Regions from separate parts of the Mus musculus genome. Here region 2 is linked to region 1. The links are chromatin contacts, called in public Hi-C maps. All regions are on one chromosome and are shown on one strand. The core of a region is the stretch at or near the end of the contact, and the rest is flanking DNA. Distances in the headings are between cores, read along the strand shown. Region 1 holds the start of Gatad1 (GATA zinc finger domain containing 1). Region 2 overlaps Ankib1 (ankyrin repeat and IBR domain containing 1).

What was found. Hi-C and Micro-C count contacts between places; a contact is called where the count stands out from the background.
Region 2: a contact with region 1 is called in a Hi-C map of Th17 cells, with 2.3 times the contacts expected there. The contact joins the enhancer-like site here to the promoter of Gatad1 in region 1. A contact is called at or near these places in 11 of 39 promoter capture datasets (the 3T3-L1 cell line, 3T3-L1-derived adipocytes, the C10 cell line and 6 more), 1 of 15 datasets of contacts at CTCF or cohesin (CD8 T cells), 27 of 484 Hi-C or Micro-C datasets (CD8 T cells, ECoMG myeloid progenitors, the G1E-ER4 cell line and 20 more), 7 of 115 datasets of contacts at active chromatin or transcription factors (the SCID.adh cell line, T-cell acute lymphoblastic leukemia, bone marrow-derived dendritic cells and 3 more) and 3 of 9 other capture datasets (adipose tissue, liver and pancreatic islet).

What each region holds. Positions count from the first base shown.
Region 1 is chr5:3,646,673-3,650,012 of GRCm38.p6, reverse strand. It overlaps Gatad1 (GATA zinc finger domain containing 1), which reads left to right and starts at 2,077. Exons shown (of 5, transcript NM_026033.2): 1 at 2,077-2,633; 2 at 3,104-3,229. The coding sequence starts at 2,394.
Region 2 is chr5:3,693,515-3,696,790 of GRCm38.p6, reverse strand. Ankib1 (ankyrin repeat and IBR domain containing 1) reads left to right here. Exons shown (of 20, transcript NM_001289527.1): 18 at 1,898-2,012; 19 at 2,886-3,019. Among named protein-coding and RNA genes, the nearest start is that of Tmbim7, 38 kb to the right of the region's middle. Within about 2 kb of position 1,525, at least 10 of the 459 cell types and tissues checked have an H3K27ac peak or open chromatin away from gene starts, as enhancers often do. A contact at or near this core is called in Th17 cells and pre-pro-B cells, where this site is marked.

The DNA.
Region 1 (3,340 bases), core at 828-3,327:
GTTTCTCATTACAGATGGTTGTGAGCCACCATGTGGTTGCTGGGATTTGAACTCATGACCTCCAGAAAAGCAGTCAGTGCTCTTAACCACTGAGCCATCTCACCAGACCCTCCAAGGACTTTCTAAAATTCTGTACTGGATGCTCAGCATCAACCCTGTGTCTCCAAATCATGTAGATATCCACATCTTATCACTTGTTTCTGAGAAAACACAAGCCATAACTTCACTTTTTAAATGACACAGTTGTGTTAGATGAGGTGGCTCCCACCTGCAGTCTCCACAATTAGGAGGCTGAGGATGGAATCGCTGCTGGCTTGCAGTCTGGACTACATAGTGTGTGTCAGAGCAGCATGGGATGGAGTAAGATCCTGTTTCAAAGAAGTTAAAACGTGGCCAGGGAGATAGTTGAGTCTGTAATGTGCTTGGGGGTCTGAGTTCCCAGCATCTATGTAAAAGGTCACACATGGACGTTAGGACCTGGGGAACTTGGACGGGGGGTTTCTGGGGCTTGCTGGTTAAACCAGTCTAGGTTAATTGGTAAGCTGCAAGTTCAGGAAAAAAACTGTTTAAAAAAAAAAAAGGTAGAAAGTGATTGAGGGAGACCCCTAATGTCCAACCTCTAGCCTCCACACATGTGCTTATCTGCACACACACGCGCATGTGTCCTTAGACACATATACAGGCACATATGATCATGTATACACATGCCACATATAGATAAAACTCCACTGAGCATACAGTTGTTCAATTAAAGAAATATTTATTTACCTGTAACCAGTACTTAGGAATTCCTTCATTCCTTGGGCTAGTTTCCCTGGGAGCTTTAGACTTCAACGAACATAGCCAATGTTCAGGCTTAATTCTCTCAAATAATACACATCTCCTTTCCAGGTGAAAGTGTATTGTATCTGCTTTGCTAATGGTCCTCCCAGAGAACTACTAGTTTTGCAGTGATTTAAATCCAGGTTGAAATGTGTCCAGTTCCTCGAACCAAAGTTCACAGAAAACGATAAATTCTTCCAGCAATCACCCCTAGTTAAAGCAGTGTTCAATGCAGTCTCCAGGAATCTTCTTTGGGAGCCTTTATGCTAATATACTTTATTTTAAACGTTAGGAAGGTATAATGTATTGCTTGTTCTTTATGCAAATAAGTGATGTGAAGCCATATAAGATACAAATATCCCAGCTCTGAACCCAACTGTGTAATACAAAACTGTAACGTTTTAATTATAGTATAACTCATGAGAAATAATTGATAGGAATTCTTCTGCACATTGCTCATTTCTAACCCAACTAACTCATAAACCCCTCACGTTCAGTATTCAGTGCACAGCACTGTTACATTGACCCAGGTAAAATAAATCATTGACTAATAAATTAATCTCATCCAGTCCACACTGGTGTTTCTGCTGTTTTCTGTCTGAATGTTCTTATTATATGAATTTCTTAGACCCTCAATTCTTTTTTTGGGGGGGAGGGGGCTCGAGAGCACTTTATTCTAATGTTAAGTAGTATGCCAAGCAAGAATGTTAAATTAAGTTTCACAGTGTAGGTGCTAATACTGGATCTAGTCTTAGCTGTCTTTCCAGCCCTAACACACCTAGCTTTTTACGTGAGTACTGGGGGTCAAACTCAGGCCATAAGCTTGTGCCAGAAGAACTTTACCATCAGGTCACCTCCCTAGCCTCCAAAGTCAAATTAATTAATTAAGACTTTTAAAAGGGTCTTGATCAATAAGGCTACATTTATCAAATGAAAACACAGGATAAGTATGAGTATCATATAACTACTATTACATGGGCCACTCTCACTAGTCATTTGAAATTCACTTTTAACGGGAAATTTTACATCCATTCCCCCCCCCCAGCCCCCCCCCCCCCCAGCCAGTTGTAAACTCAGAAGAGTGACAGGCAATGGTAAGTCTGGCAGGGCCACTTCCGGCCAGTAGGCGGGGTTTCCGGAGCCCCAAAGCCTAGGTCAGGCACACTGGTTCACTCGGCCCCGCCCCGCCCCGCCCCGGGAGCTCCGCCCATCGCCGGAAGCCCCGGTGGGCGGAGGCAGGGTCGTGGTCGCCCTGGGGACCCCGGCGGCGGCGGCGGCCGCCCCGGATAGCGTCCCCTAGGGCGGAGCTGGCTTTCCCGGGAGGCCGCGCCGAGTATCGGGCCTGCGTGCCCCGCGGGCGGCCCAGCTCCAGGGCTGGGTCCCGGGCTGCGGGAGCCCGCTTCCCGCCTCCAGGGGTCAGCGGTGGCCGCTGGGTCCCGGCGCGGGCGGCCCAGCACCTCCGACCTTGCTCTTCCAGTCGCCGAGGTGGCCGGCCGACCCCTGGGCGGCCCGTGCAGACGGCCGCCATTCCCGTGTCGCTGCGCCCGCGGGGGCCGCCCGAGCCGGCCAGCATGCCGCTGGGCCTGAAGCCCACCTGCAGCATGTGCAAGACTACGTCGTCCTCCATGTGGAAGAAGAGTCCACAGGGCGAGATCCTCTGCCATCACTGCACGGGCCGGGGCGGCGGCGGCGCGGGAGTGGCGGGCGGGACCGGGGGCGGTGGCGGCGGCGGCGGTGGCTTCGGCACCACCACCTTCGCCACCACCTCGGCCGGTCCTTCGCAGAGCAACGGGGGCGGCGGCGGCAAGCAGGTGAGCCCTCGGCCTCTCCCTCCTCGGGAGAAGGGCTTCCTGCCGTAGACCGGGCGGTGCGGGACGCACCGGGGCAGCCGGACGAGGCCATTTGCTTGTAGGTCGAGGACCTCTTGCCCATCAAGTCCTTGTCACGTTAATAAATTAGTAGGTCGCTAAAAATGTCAGCATTAGAATTCTGTTCTGAGATATGCAGGAAACTTGGGGGGGGGCGTAAAATAGATCAGTTCAGCAAACGAATAATAAATAGTTCCTGCCTTGTCCTCCCCCCACTTCTGTCCTCTTCCCGCTTGAAAGCAGCGCCATCTCTTGGGAGGCCCTACAGAGTTTAACATCTCAGCCCTCGGTCTTTTAAGTTTTTTGTTTTTAATTTCTTTTAACAAAGTGTATTATCCTCTGATCTTTGTGAGGTTATTGTATTGGCTTTTCTTCTGCAGTTTTAATTTCCTTTTCTCTAAATTGTGTAACAGAGTAAGCAAGAAATTCACAGAAGGTCGGCCCGGCTCAGAAATACCAAATACAAATCGGCTCCAGCTGCTGAAAAGAAAGTTTCCACGAAAGGAAAAGGGAGAAGACATATTTTTAAGTTAAAAAATGTAAGATGGTTGTGGACATTGTGCTTCCTAATGGGACACTGTGGGTGTGGTGGGCCTTCCCACGGCTGGTGTACCTCTCAGGTGCACTTAGGCCGTATTCTGGAGGGAAGG
Region 2 (3,276 bases), core at 276-2,775, 47 kb before region 1:
CCTTTTCATCTTCTCTTGACCTTATTGTTCTCACACCATCTGAAGCATCCTGTCCCTTCACGTGCTCACTTGAAAATCTGAGGGGTCCTTGGCAATTTTCAGACAATTTTTTGATAAAATACATTGTTAGCGTGTTGCACCCTGTCAGAATGCCACTCAGGGTTTTCTGTGGGAATAGTTAGAAATAGAGCAAGTTTCCTTTCTCAAATTGCAAATGCTGTCCATCTGTCTGTCCATCCATCTGACCGTCCATCTACCCATCCATCCATCCATCCTAACTTAACCTATCTGTGTGGCTGGAAATTGAACCCAGCCTAACCCTAACCCACCCTAATCCTGCCCCTGGCCCTGAACTTTGCCACTGCCCCTGGCCCTGGCCCTGGCCCTGGCCCTGGCCCTGGCATTCTGTTAATGAATAGAAACTTATGTTCTCAGAATTACTGCACTGCTCGGGTCTTGTAGAAGTTAAGCATGTGCTCCTTACAAAGGAGCCTTGCAGTGAGGTAGATTCCCCTTTTGTCTCTGTCTAAGAAATGTGGTGTGTGCACTAATCCTGTGAGCCGTGATAACACAAGCATTCTCAAGCCTCCATCTCCAGGAAAGAGGAAATGATGCCACAGCTCAGGGGAGATGTTAAGGAACCTGTGTGACCCAGCAGGGCACTTCGCTCACTGACTTGTATCTAAACATAGATGGATGCTGAAGTCTAAAGACATTTAGGAATGGGCTGGAGCTGGAGCTCAATGGCAGAGTGTGTCTGCCCAGGGCCAGGACCAGGGCCAGGGTTAGGGGCAGGGGCAAGGGCAGGGCCAGGACCAGGGCCAGGGTTAGGGTGGGTTAGGGTTAGGCTGGGTTCAATTTCCAGCCACACAGATAGGTTAAGTTAGGATGAATAGATGGATGGGTGGGTGGCCGGACGGACGGACAGATGGACAGACAAACAGGCAAGATTAGATTGATAAAGATAGATAGATTGATTTGGCCAGATTAATAAAGTGTGGAAGTTGTATAATAATAACCTGACTTCTCTTAGTTCTAGTGCTTTCACCATAAATAACTGGGATCATCATAAGCCCAAGGCTTCATGTTTAGCCCTGGGAGTTTCAACAATGATTCTCAAAAACCTGCTGCCATACATCCTGGCTTCTCTTTGACTCTCACTTCCTGTTACTGAAATCTGTAGCAGTTTCTCTCAAATTATAACCTTTGGTAGTAACAAACATACTGTAAACTATCACCACAAATGTAAATCAAACATACACACACCTGTTTTAGTCTGTCTCCTTCCAAATGCTAAGTTGTAAATACTCCCTGAGCTGCAGTACAGCCGGCCATTGACTGAGAAGGGGAAGCTCGGCAGTGCATTGGAAAGCCAGTGTGCAGCATGCTTCTTTTCCAGCAAGTGACTGTTGAGTTGGTCGTCATCGTCACAAAGGCAGCTCAGTTTTCTGGCAGGTCCATATCAGTGTGGATGTCATCTGGGTTTTCTGCCATTGTTTCTGCTTCTGTTCCCCCTTCCTGTTCCTCCCCAACCATACTTCTTTAAAAACTACCTCCCCCCCCCCAGAGAGCCTAACACCTGTAGGAGGATGGTTGTGGTATCAATGTAGTTTTACATAACAAGACAAGACCATGGAAATAGCAGTTATGTCTAGCTCTGGAGCTTACAGTTAGCCCTAGTAGAAGCACCTGTGACCACTAGAAATTTTGATTTTGCTTTCTTCCTTATTTTCTTTGCTTGGCTAAATTTGAAGTTTCCTTTTCTAAAGCAAGTGCTTTTTATACTATGCATATAAAATCACACTTTTTTTTCTCCTAAAGAAAGTGTGTTTTAGTTTTAGTTGCATTTTTACAATTTGCATGCTCTCCTGTATTTTATAACCTTTGGTTTATGCAGGAATATGCTGAATTTCAGTATCGGAGGAGACACAGACAGCAGCGCCGTCGAGGAGATGTGCATAGCCTGCTCAGTAACCCTACAGACCTGGATGAACCAAGCGAAAGCACTTTCGGTGAGCTCCTGGGACAGTGGATGTCATTTTGTCTCTTCATCTCTTGAGTTTATTTTTAAAACTAGTAGTTGTCAGTGTTTGTGAGTTTGTAGTTTGGGTTCAGCATCGATGTAGAGATGCCTCTATTGTCTAAGGATAAAGAAAACCAGGAAGTTAATGACTAAAGCCAGAATGTCCTGGGTATTGCACCCATCTCTGCTGTGTAACTTAAGTCAAGGCACAAACCGTCTTTATCTTCAGTTAGCTTATTTTAAGGTCAGTATCAAAGTAGGTAATGATATAAAGCACTGTGAATGCTCAGAAAGTGGAAGCTCTTAATACCATTATGACATGCTTGGAACATTTTCTCTGCATTTAAAAACAAGGTAAGGGGCATCCTACCAGATTAGAATGCAATAAGTAAAAGATTCTTGTGCCCCAGGTGATCGGGGGCCTTAGCTTTCCCAGAACCCGTCTTAAAAACAGAACTATTTTAATTATTTGACTTTTAAGTGTTAAATTTTTCATTAAACATGCCTAGACTGTAATATCAGGATCAGTTGGCCTGTAGATTGGTTCTTGAGGCTATTATAGTTCCAGAACTCTTTAAATTTATGAAATCTGAAGACACAAACACTGAAATTCATTGTGACTTGGGAAAAGGGTGTGGGCAGTAGATCCTGAATTACTGAAAGCTGCATAGATGCGATTCTGAGATGATCACACTGGATATCTGTTACTGCTCCCCATCACACAACCCTGCGGGCAAATGCAGGAGATGCAGTGGGTGTGGGTATGAAGATGAGCTTTCCTGGGAGCTGAGAAAGCCTACCAGTCTATAGATGTGTGGCGACAACAACTCAATTGCCTGTGGTGCCAATTGTTTTCAAACAGATCTCCCAGAGGGGAGCAGCGGCCGCAGGCCTGGTGCATCTGTGGTCAGCTCTGCATCGATGAGTGTGCTGCACAGCTCTTCCCTGCGAGACTACAGCCCTGCCAGTCGCTCTGCAAACCAGGACTCTCTTCAGGTAGTCTCGCTGGCGGCTGGGCACCATGCCATGCCTCCGCTTCTCTGTCTAGTTGTTTCTTTCGCTGGTTTCCTTTTTCTCCTTTCTGTGGTAGAAGTTTTGTTTCAGTGGTCAATAGGGTACAGAGGGGTTCTTGTACTTAAGATTTATAAGGCAAGGAGAAAATTGTAAGATTTAAATATGTAAAATAACTTACAGAGATGGGTAAATGTGATTGGATTAAATAATTTTTCTTTAGTCCCATTTTAAAGTGGTTT